Linked DNA regions of Zea mays: region 2 is linked to region 1. Evidence: chromatin contacts called from public Hi-C data. All regions are on one chromosome and are shown on one strand. The core of a region is the stretch at or near the end of the contact, and the rest is flanking DNA. Distances in the headings are between cores, read along the strand shown.

Region 1 (6,083 bases), core at 915-3,414:
TTGCAATTAGACTATTCCCATCATCTTAGCCGTCCTATTTCAAACTTCATTTTGCGAACATTGCAAAATAGTGTTTTGGATAATCATATGAGTAACCTACTGAACACGATTTTAAGAGCAAGTAAAATAAAGTGACATAGGTGAGTTGTAAGTGAGGCTACGTAAAATTTATAGTAACATGGTAAAAAATAGAGAGAATGGAAGCAGGTTGCTTACTACTCCCCCCGTCCCATATCTTAAGGTCGTGAAGGCATGCCATAAGTCAAATGTTTTCAACTTTGACAGTTAATAACAAAATAACCATAAATATTGACCAAATAAAAAACGAAACTATTAGATTTATTATTAAAACATCTACCACAATCTATAATTTCTGTAATTTAAAAGTAATTATTTTTTAGATATTGTTGGTCAAAGTTTAAAAACATTGACTTGGGACAAATTTTTGTGAACTTAAGATATATGACGAGGGAGTACTAGGTAGCTGAAAGTGAGTTGTTCACAAACTTCAAGACAGTCTGTGAGAATAAGTAAGAGGTAGGTTAAGGATTAAATGTAGAATTTGTATCATTTAAGGGTTATTATATATAAGTAAGTTTTTAGTTGGTTATACGTGACATGCAACAGAAAGCTTTCTATGGGCTTTATTATTAACCTTGCTTTTAGGTGGAGAGTAGGTCACTCTTGAGAGTTTCACGACATCAACGTTTTCTAAATGATTGCGTACACTCGGTTCGGCTCGAAGGATGAAACTACGAGGCTATGTTTGGCATGACTGTTCACAATTTTAATCGGAAGCTATACTAAATATGACATTATTGCAATAGTTTATTAGTTCAGCTGTTTTTTTAGAATTAACTAAAAGCAGACAATAAATAGAAGCTCTTTTTCACCCGCTTCTCAAATAAACTGTTTTTCCAAAAAGCATATTTCTTGTCTTTTGAGCTGTTTTCAGAGTTAGTACATTTATGGTTTAGTGACACTGTTGTATTCTTAATCGTTTTTTTATGTTCAACTCAGCATTGCACATGCCATGAGAATTATTCGTCAATTTTCCCCCTCTTTACAGAAAGAGAGTAACAGTAGAGAAGCAAAAAGTCTATGATCTTTTTTCATTTTGCTGCACAGGTTTGAGCTATGCGACACGAAACGAAAATCCGGACGTCTGTGACGTGAAAGATATGATAAAGAACTGCAAGCCGGTGGCGCTCCCGAGGGGGTTAGTTGAGCGCTAAACAAATCGTGGGAAATGGCGCGGAGGTTAGTAGTGCAGAATTATCAAAGCGGGGGGAAGAAATCTGCATCCAGAGCTCCTGATCGTCTGTGGCGAGGAGGGCAAGGCAGACAACAAAGCAAATATTCATTTCATGCCGCCAGTAGTTTGCCTGCCGAAAGTATACTGGAGTATACTAGTTGTACAATGTCTTGTGCCAATTTTAACAAAAGAACTTGTGTATAATTATTTTCGAAATTACTGTTGTCTTCAATAAAAAAGTTTGGTTCTGTATTTTTGTTTTATAGAAAATTAATTTCACGGCCTATAGAGAGTTGATATATCTTTTTCAAATGAAACTCTGGAAATAAAACTCCATAAGAATAGTTTGCTTTCTTTCCTACGGTTCTACCCAGCGCGAGCTTGATGTCTTCGTGCCTCCCGTCTTCTTCCCGCCCATCCTGAAGCCTTGGCGGTGGCTCCATGTCCCGTGCCCAACAGCTCGCCCGTAGGACTAGGAGGGGGGCCGGGCGGAATGTGTTGTTTCTACAAGGCGTTTGGCGTAGCTTCTCAAAGCGGATTCAGAGAGAGCAAGAGAGCGGAGCGGCGACCTCTGATCCCGTCCCGTTTTGGTTTTTTTGTTGCGACCTGCTCCCGGACCCGGAGCTGCGCTACCAAAACGGGGCACGCATCACTGAGCCAGCCTCAGCGGTGGCCACTGCGTGCGCGGAAGCATGGGATGCCTCCCGCCCGCCTAGAGATTGGTATGGTCCAAACGTCACTCCTCCTCCAGTGGCGGTGGGGACTCGCAAGCCCGAGAAATCATTATAAAAATGTCCGCAGTTCGAGGCATTGGCAACCCCCTGACGCCGCTGGAGTGGAGTCCTCCATCTCCTCCTCCTCGCTTCGCCCAAACACAACCGGCTGCTTTGCTTTCTCAACCCACCAGTCCTCAATCACCTCACAACACAGCCCCTGTCAGATCGTCCCACTGATCGGGCCGTGCAAAACCCCCCAACCTTTTCGACAGGACCCTGCTGGCGCTACAGTCTTCTCCCGGAGGCAGAAACTCTTTGCTTCCGCCTGGCTCGCGATGCTTGTTTGGGTGCGCGGGCCTGCGGCGAGGTGAGGCGACGGCGGCGCCGGGCGGTTGCATGGTGGCCGATGGAGAGTAGACGGGGAGGGTCGGGGGCGGCGGCGGAAGATGCGGGCGGGGCGATGCCGAGCTTTGGGCCAACGCAGCACGCCATGTATGTTCCCGCGCCACACCGCCTTCTTCATTTACTTGCTCATGGTTTCTTTTCTCCCCTCGTCCACCGGCCCTCCTCCCGTTTCCGCGTGCTACTGTGCTTGTCTCACTAGTCCGTGCAAGAGCATCATTTGATCCCTCATTGTAGTTGATTACTTTCTAGTTAATTGATCATTGCACTGCGCTGCGCATGGATTGCGGCGGTGATTGCCTCTGCTTTCCAGGAGGAAAAAGTCGATTGCTTTTTTCCTTTTCCTGAATAGACTAAACCCTCACCTGACCTCATGTGTTTGTAATAGTTAGACGGTAACCTTTATCTGTAGTAAGGTTTCTGTTGGCCTTATGCTCTGGTAGTGCAACTGTGCAAGGACTGAGATGAGCAATGGATTTCATTGATGTGCCATGCCATGCTGCTTCACTTCACTGCACTGGCCTAACAGTAACAGTTTGGCGGCTTGCCCTGGTCAACTGTCAGAGGCTTGGCTTGTTGTCACTGATCACTGGACAACATATGCATGTCCCCAGCCAGGGTACCGGAGATCATCACGGTGGTAGGTCCATACCTTCATGATGGCAGAAGAGGGGCCTAGGGTTGGGCATGCGCAACCCAACTTATATCATGGGTTAGTGAAACATTAGTAGATTTGGTATACTGCGTGGGATAGATTGCACTGTGCATCTCAAGCAGCAATCAATGCAATTGAATGTCAGGTTAACATAGAACGATAAAAGAAAATTCATCTCTGCATGCTAAAATATAAAGTGTGTTTTTTTTTGCTGTGCAAAACCTTTTTTCTAAAAAGAAATGTATATACTTTTTTGTGCTCAATATTTTATTTTGATGAACAATGCCTTTTCAGTCGCGCAGGCGCAGATGTGAACAGCATGCAACCTTCTCGAGTTACTGACTTTGGGGCACTTGCACAGTCTGCTGGATTCCGAATAGAAGATCTTGCTAACCTTAATGCAAGTATGTTTTCAGTTCCCAATCAAATATGCTAGAAATTACTTCTTATATATGTTCTTTTGGTGTCAGAAGTTCAGTCATGTGTAATATGTATTTTTTTCAGCTTTGGGAATATTTGTATTCTACTCATATGCATCTGGCCTACATTTTTAAATCTGATAGCTAGTTGTACTCTGTCACTCGGTTATTGGTATGCTTGCTCACAGCAGTTACCAAAGGTATAATTTCTGTTTACTATGTGTACCTGTAAGCTGCAAAATTGGAAAGGTCTCGCTTCACAAGCATTGCCACCGTACTGTACACAACTGCAACCCCTATCATACAAGCAGTGGATTAGTTCTAAGGACGTAGATGAATTACTAGCTTTTCTGTTCAATTACCCATGGTTTGAACGATTCTCGTTTATTTTCTCATATTCAGATGCCTTGTTCAATCTGAAGCCAAATTCTCATACGATTGACAACAGTCCTCTTCAGTTTGGAAATTACGGAAAGGTATGCAGGACACAATTAAAATTCTGGCCACTGATCAAAAGCCTGTTAATTTAGTGATGTTCCATACTGCCATCCATATCAGGAGCTGACACAGTTTTGTTTCCCTATTTGTAGTCTATTTCTCCTCATATAAATACTACAGAAGCAACAACAGCTGCAACAAGAATTGACCCTCAGCTGTCAGCACAGCAAACAGGAGCACAACCAATTCTGGTGGCGTTACCAACTGGTAACATGGAGAATTGGGGAGAGTCAGCTATGGCTGGTAGCCCTATGACTGACACATCTACAGATCCAGACACTGATGAGAGGAACCAGATGGTAGCAACCATTCTGATTTCACTCCTTTGTTGGCCTGTTTTATTAGATGAATATGATATGCTTGATTTTCGCAGAATATTTTCATGCTCAGATTTTGCTGCTTTGGAAGTTTCTGTTGTGCTTAAGAAGAATGTTTGACTTCGAAACATGCATGGTTATTTTTTTTATTTCATACATATGCATAAATACCTTCAACAAATTGCAGACATTAAGGTTCTCTTGCATGAATAATATAGATGGTGCATTAGATAAAGCCATTGCATATACAAGTATGATTTGCTCCCAATCTTTTTTTCTCGAACGCGCAAGACTACACGTCATTATATTAAGAGAGGAAAAGGTCCAAGAGGACCAAAATACATTGCCCTTAGGGCAAGCCAAAACACTTGACCAAAAAGGAAAAAAAACCAGCGTAGACCCTACTAATAATAGCAGGAATAGCTTAGCCCCAGCCCTCTCCCAACAACTTAACTCATTTAGAAACAAACTTTTAACAGAGCTCAAGGAAGGGTACACTCCATCGAAGACAACTTTATTTCTAGTAAGCCATAAGACCACAACCCCAAAATTATGAGGCTATTGAAGCCTTTCCTTCTGTTTTTAAGCACCTTTCTCCACCATTCAGCAAAAGGTATTTCATCAGCAGCAGGGGTGAGATCCCCCAGACTCAAGGGAAAAAGGATATCATGCCAAAATTGCCTGGCAAAACTGCAAGTACATAAGAGATGCTGCACTATTTCCTGCTCTTGGTCACATAGAACACAAACAACAGGGTATTGCAGCCCTCTCCTTCTTAGTCTATCAGCAGTCCAACACTTATTCCTTATCGCCAACCAGAGGAAAGACTTGCATTTTGGGGGAGCCCAGGATTTCCACAAACATTTCCATAGTTCAAATGAAATCGAACCCATGAAAAGAGCCTTATAGCAAGACTTCGAGGAGAACTGCCCAGAAGAAGAATGATCTTTGACGAACTATTTGCATGATTGTTGGTCAATGTCTACCTGCCGGCCGGATTCTTTTCATATTTGGAAGCATGTTGTGTGTCCATCATCCTTAACGAAGTGATCAATTGAATTACACTTGCTATTTCACACAATGGATTTCTTGTTGGAAAGAATGCTTCAGTGTTCATATGCTTATCTTTTTGTAACATTTATGTTGTGCTTATCTTTTTGTAACATTTATCAGCATATACTAAAGTATACCAGTTTACTAATTATCTGCCTATCAGTTTGAACAAGGACTTGTTGCTGTCCCCACAGCATCTGATTCTAGCGACAAATCAAGGGACAAACTAGATCAGAAGGTACTCTTATCACTATATCATGATACATTGATCATGTGTTAATCCACTGCTTAATGTAAATATTATTTATATATATTTTTTTTAAAACAGACACTTCGGCGTCTTGCCCAAAATCGTGAAGCTGCCAGGAAAAGCCGATTACGAAAAAAGGTAATTTGGAAGTTGGAAGATTACTGAATCTTTGCTTCTTTCAGATTCCATTTATGTTCATCCTATCATCATCACCTAGTGTGGTACCAGTCTTGCTGCAACTTTTTTTTAGAATTCTTTTCATTTTATTGAACAGGGTATTACATATTATTTTACACATGAGCTTTATAAGTACTTAGTAGACTATGCATCCAGACATAATTGTGTGCCTACTGCTGCTTGTGCCAGCAGCTGTAGAATGTAGATCACATTAGCATTTTTAAGGCTATGGTATTACTTTCCCCCCTTTACATCTATTTATCTTTTGTTGCATCATTTTGGTAGAATTAATTTGCACCCTTCACCTTATGTTTTCTTCAGGCATACATCCAAAACCTTGA
Region 2 (6,083 bases), core at 1,739-4,238, 140 kb after region 1:
ATTAATTGTGTATGTCTATAATTATGTGTATAAAAATTTATGATTTGTGGTGCTTTTGTATATATGATTAATTGTATATTATTATCAATAACAAATGTAAATAGGGCAACTTTCTATTGATTGCTAAATGTATATTATAACAACTCACAGTTGGTCGCTAAATGTATAATAAAACAACCATAATTGGTTACTAAATATAGAATATCAGCAATAGATGGTCGATCACTAAAACGATGTCGGTTGTTAAAGCCTTTAGCGACGGCAATTAGAGTGATCATCTTTATAGGTCGCTAAATGTCTTTAGCGACCAATCCTAGATCGTTGAAGGTACTTTTGGCAACCAATCATAAGTCATTGTAAATCACTCGTCGTGTAGTGTAGGCTGTTTGAGACTGAATTATTACATCACATGTATTACCTTCGTGGAGAAAACACACCGTTTCTTGTGAAATGTTGTGCTTACAACATATATAATCGGTTTAGTTTAGTTAAGATTTCTGAAAATTTGATTCTAATTGTGTCAGCTGTGAAACAGCTACTGCTGAGTTGACGGTTATGGAAAAAAAACTAAAATATGTTTGATTCAAACAACTGTCAATTATAGATTCTATAAAAGCATAATCGGTGTTAACATGGATGACAAAAATATGAAAAATCGGATACAAAATGATTATGAATTGAAATAAAGGACTATATAGATGTTTAGTTGAAGCGACTATCTATAGTTATAGATTGCGTAGGAGCAAAATAGCTTCTAATATGGATGACAAGAATTTGAAAAAATTAGGTTAGAAGATGATTATAAAAATTTTATAGCGAATCTAGTTTAGAAAACTGAACTAAACAGACATTAAATGACTTTGGTGGCTGTCGCAAATTTTAGCTCGTCTTATGAGCTATAGATGTCAAACGCAACAATCGTACTCATCGTAAACGAAGAACAAACTGGATTCGAACGCGAAACTTTTGACTATCCTGAAGTATACGGCACTCAAACAGCTTCGAAGTGATCGCAAACATATTCTCTCTGGTCATCTGGTGAGCTGACTATGCACTCAGGCGCTTGCTTGGTTTACAAGGTATAATCTGAATTGACCAAGCTGAGATTGGATGGGATCGTCATGTGACCAAAAAATCTGCATGTAAACTTCCAAGCCGAAGACTTGAGCCAAGTAATGTGAGAATTCTGCCATGTACGTTCCAACTTCCAACAAAGATTTCAGCAAAGTAACATGAGGATTCTGCCATGTATGGTAGTTCATAAACCTTAGAATCCATAATAGCAAATTTTATTCATGATATTACACAGGTACGGCAATCTAAGATATCATATTAAGGGCTTGTTCGGTTAGGCGTGGATTGAAAAGTATTGGAGTGGATTAAAGCCCCTCTATTTGTATAGAAGGAAATTTAATCACCTTCAATTCCCTTAGACACAGACACAAACGAACAAGCCCTAAAAGGGTTGTAGTCTTATGAAATTACACAAGGGAGCATGGTCTAGCATGTTGGGAGGTGGCTCCTTATTCTGCAACTTTGCTTTGAGCTTCAGGCTCGCACATGGAGAAGGAGAGATCCTGCAATTGGTAGATTTTGATCAATGTACCATGTAAGATAAAACTCTCCCAACGACTGGTGAACAGCTAAAAACCTAATACAAAAGGACTGGAAGATGCATCGTTCAGCAATGAACAGAACAGAACTGGGCCAGATAGTATGTAAAACATGCACAAATCTACCTTAGGCGCTAGCACCCTCTTCAACAGGCTTGAATTCCTGCAGCTCCTTGAAGTTCTCCCATGGCTTCTCCCAGACCTTAGCTTCGTAGAGCTTCTTCACTTCGCCATCCTTCACTTCAATAGTGAGATAGTACATCGTGCCAGCAACCACTTGTGTCTTGGCCTTCACAAGCTTCTCGAACCCCAGAAGAGCATTCTGCACAGCGCCAACGCAGAAGGTTATTTGCAATCCAAAATTTCGTATTTGCCGTGGACCAAAACATTAGCATAGATCTCTATTTCTTTACCTCTACCGAGTATCATTATCATAAAACAATAGATCTGACTAATCAATCAACATTCTGAGTTAGCACACAGTAGATCTGACTAATCAGTCAACATTCTGAGTTGCAAGATACCAATTATTCCATACAAACAATAAATTAGTACCATTTGTTTTGTGATTGCATAACGATAGTGGTAAATCTTGAACCACCTTTATTTCTTTACCTCTACCGAGTATCACTATCATAAAACATCGAATTTATTAATATCTGATCTGACTAGGCTTCAAAGTTCAATATTAGTACTGCTGGTCAATGGCTCAGGTGACCTCTTGGGTGGTGATACGTGATTACTCGTAATCCAAGCGACAATATGAAATTCAATGTGCCGCAGAAATCTTCAGCCTAGATTACATACTGAGCCATCTTTGTTTGTGGGGAATTTGCTATTTTATCACTCTCAGTTGTGAACTTCTCTATTTTAGACCCAGGCCCACAAATCATAGACACAGATGGTCCCATAAATCATAGACAGAGGGTCACATAATAGTATTTAGCCCACGTTAAAAAGGCTAAAATAGCAAATTTTTCGTTTGTTTGTGTCTGTATCGCAAATGCTCGATGCCATGGCCGGGGCCACACATCAGTGACCCAACTGCAGGGGAGGTAACTGCAGACGATCTCAATGCCAGCAGAACACGGGCACGTCACAGAGAAGGGGTAGCAAACAGGCAAAGGGGGTTGAGGGCTTACGGCCTTCTTGTTGTGCTCATCGACGGCGAAGCGGGCGAGTTCCTGGAGGTGAAGGTCGTTCTCGTTCCCCGGCACGTCCTTGATGCCGCCCGCCAACGTCCCGGTGTTGTCGGCCATGGAATCCTCCTGTGCGTTGCGGGTGGACGATACGGCGAGGGCAAGCAGTATGAGCAGGGCAGCCACGAGCGAGACGATTCGATGTTTGCGCATCTGGATTGGGGAATTGGGGCGGAAATTTATAGCCGGAGAAGATCCCGGGAGACGACTGGAGGAGGCTACGATGAACGATCTGTCAATGCGATATTGTTGTGGCGGGCGGAGACGGAGACGGGGTTGGAAAGGGAACGACAGGACATTTTCGTTCGGTGAAGCTGCGAACTTTTTCAGGTGAGAAAATGATAAGAGATAGAGAAAAGAAACAGTTAAAATATGCTAGGTCGGTTAAAAATAGTCCAAGTTCCCAATTATTTATTTATACGTTTTAAAATATTTGTCGCTCTTTAGTTGATTTTGAAACAAATAAAAAACGAAGGACGTACTATAATAAATTATTAGAGAGAGAAATAAATTATGGTTACTACTTATGTTATTACATTGCTAAATTTATTAATTTAGCATGTTATTTATAGAAAATACGTGAAGTTGCTCCAATTTAGCGTGTAAGGATGGCTCCATGTGCATATAGGTTGCTCGCGTCTATCACGGAGGAGGTACTAGTCGTCGATCAATGCGCAACTGTTGCACCCAAGGAAACGTATGTACAGAATTTTCCACCGCCATGTATGTGATCGTTGACTTTGTACCGTTTGGATTGGGATGGTAGGAGGCTATAAACGTGCTAAATACTTAGGTGGAAGAGGGAGAAAAGAAGACAGAAAAAATAGTAAACTTACAATCGATTTAAAGATAAGAATAAAAAAAGAGGCAACTAGGTTTCTACATTAAAGACTAGTTTAGAAACCACATTTTTCTAGGGGGTTCTATTTTACCAAGAGAAATATTTTATTTTCACTTGGTAAAATAGAAATTCCTTGAGAAAATAGAGTTCCTAAACTAACCCTAAGTTACAAAATCCTTAAGGCATGTGCAACCTCATTAATTAGTGGTATCTTGATAGGCCTCTAAGGGTCTAAAAGTAAGAAAAAAAGAGACGGACTATTTGTGAAGAGTCCATCAATATATGACTTTTTATACATATTATTTTTTAGCTATATTTATGATCTAAAGGTCTAGGTTTATCATGTTGTATTTTAACTGTCTCTTATACTTTAAAAACCGATCCAAGACTCCAAGTTGTATGTGCCTTAGAGCTGTTGTAAATAGAAGCAATTTAGTGATGAACAAATTGATTCCGACAATAATAAGAGCAACTACAACATGTTTCGAAAATGAATAACTCACTAGTAGTTCATAATCTAGTGAGAGTGAATGAAGGAAAACGAGAATAAACGACAGAGAAAGTATAGACATTTTACAGTGAGGTTGTCAGCGCTAGAACAACGCGAGAGTAGACGAAATATGAAAGGGAAATATGCTTACACCTTTTCCTAATTGATTTTGGTGGTTGAATTGTCCAACACAAATAATTGGACTAACTAGTTTGCTCTAGATTATAAGTTTTACAGGTGCCAAAGGTTCACAATAGGCCAATGAAGACACAAAGAAAGGGTTCAAACAAAGGGAGCAAAAGATAATCAAAGGCAGCCCTGGTCTGGCACACCGGACTGTCCGATGCACCACCGGACAGTGTCCGGTGCACCAGGGAACTCCAACTCCGAACTCGCCAGTCTCGGGAATTCTGGGAGCCACTCCGCTAAAATTCATCGGACTGTCCGGTGCTACACCGGACTGTCCGGTGTGCCAGCGGAGCAACGACTACTTCAGCGCCAACGGTCGTCTGCAACCGCATTGAATGCGCTACAGTGTGCGCCAGAGTCAGAGCAGCGCTAGAAGGCGCACCGGACAGTCTACAGGACCTGTCCGGTGGCCCAGAAGACAAAAGCTCCAACGGTCGAACCCTAACGGTCAGGTGACGTGGCAGGCGCACCGGACAGTGTCCGGTGGCGCACTGGACTGTCCGGTGCGCCATGCGACAGACAGCCTTCCAACGGCCACTTTTGGTGGTTGGGGCTATAAATACCCCAACCACCCCACCATTCATTGCATCCAAGTTTTCCATCTTCCAACACATTACAAGAGCTATAGCATTCAATTCTAGACACAACCAAAGAGATCAAATCCTCTCCCAAGTCCGGAATCACTCCAAATCAAATAGTGACTAAAGAGAGTGACATTTGTGTTCATTTGAGCTCTTGCGCTTGGATTGCTTCTTTTCTTTCTCATTCTTTCTTGTGATCAACTCAATTGTAAACAAGGCAAGAGATACCAATTGTGTGGTGGTCCTTGCGGGGACTTTGTGTCCCGTGTGATTGAGAAGAGAAGCTCACTCGGTCTAAGTGATCGTTTGAGAGAGGGAAAGGGTTGAAAGAGACCCGGTCTTTGTGACCACCTCAAAGGGGAGTAGGTTTGCAAGAACTGAACCTCGGTAAAACAAATCCTTGTGTCTCACTCTTTATTTGCTTGCGATTTGTTTTTCACCCTCTCTCTCGGACTCGCTTATATTTCTAACGCTAACCCGACTTATAGTTGCGCTTAAGTTTATAAATTTCAGATTCGCCCTATTCACCCCCCCCTCTAGGCGACTTTCAAAGTAGATCGACGAGAAGCACGACGTCGATGTAGAGGAAGCAGACGAACAATGAACAATCGCAACACGCTTCCCAAAAACCATATACAACGCCTATCCCGTGCAGGGACACGAGGGAACGTAGGCTTTAGAGATCCTGCTCTCCCAACGTTGATGGCACGTTAACAGCGAAATGGGGAAGACGAGGGTAGCACGACACTTTAGAATGAGGCTTAGAAAGTCTGTATTGAGGATGACGTCTCGCTCCCATTATATACAGACGACACAGCTAAGGCAAATAATTAGCCATGTAATCACAACACTAATATGAGATCAATCACAATTAATACAAGAATAATTGCTTATCAAAATAGAGCAGCGCAGTTTCTTCGTGCATGCAAAAATATCAAGCAGCAGAAAAAAGTCGCGCACCTAAAAGGTCGGAAGTGATAAATCATCGGACCATTCACATGCATGTTGTGCGCCCGCGCCCATCACCCAGCGAGGCGAGCGCACCCTTGTTGTCACATTTCCTCTCCTCAATAGCTTCAATCATTTAGAAATAACTCAATTATTTAAGTTGGCCTCACTCCATCTAGAGTTAGGGGTGGACAGATAGGGCGGGCAAAGTGAGCCATGGTC

Evidence for each region. A called contact is a pair of places that touch in the nucleus more often than the background predicts.
Region 2: a contact with region 1 is called in a Hi-C map of leaf, with 4 times the contacts expected there. The contact joins the promoter of LOC100101525 here to the promoter of LOC542407 in region 1. A contact is called at or near these places in 2 of 25 Hi-C or Micro-C datasets (leaf and tassel).

Annotation. Positions count from the first base shown.
Region 1 is chr8:177,767,056-177,773,138 of Zm-B73-REFERENCE-NAM-5.0, forward strand. It overlaps LOC542407 (octopine synthase binding factor 3), which reads left to right and starts at 2,165. Exons shown (of 11, transcript NM_001111978.2): 1 at 2,165-2,463; 2 at 3,323-3,432; 3 at 3,850-3,923; 4 at 4,038-4,244; 5 at 5,479-5,553; 6 at 5,644-5,703; 7 at 6,064-6,083. The coding sequence starts at 2,378.
Region 2 is chr8:177,909,206-177,915,288 of Zm-B73-REFERENCE-NAM-5.0, forward strand. It overlaps LOC100101525 (cystatin 2), which reads right to left and starts at 2,989. Exons shown (of 3, transcript NM_001112543.1): 1 at 2,756-2,989; 2 at 1,740-1,935; 3 at 1,542-1,577. The coding sequence starts at 2,965. The coding sequence ends at 1,741.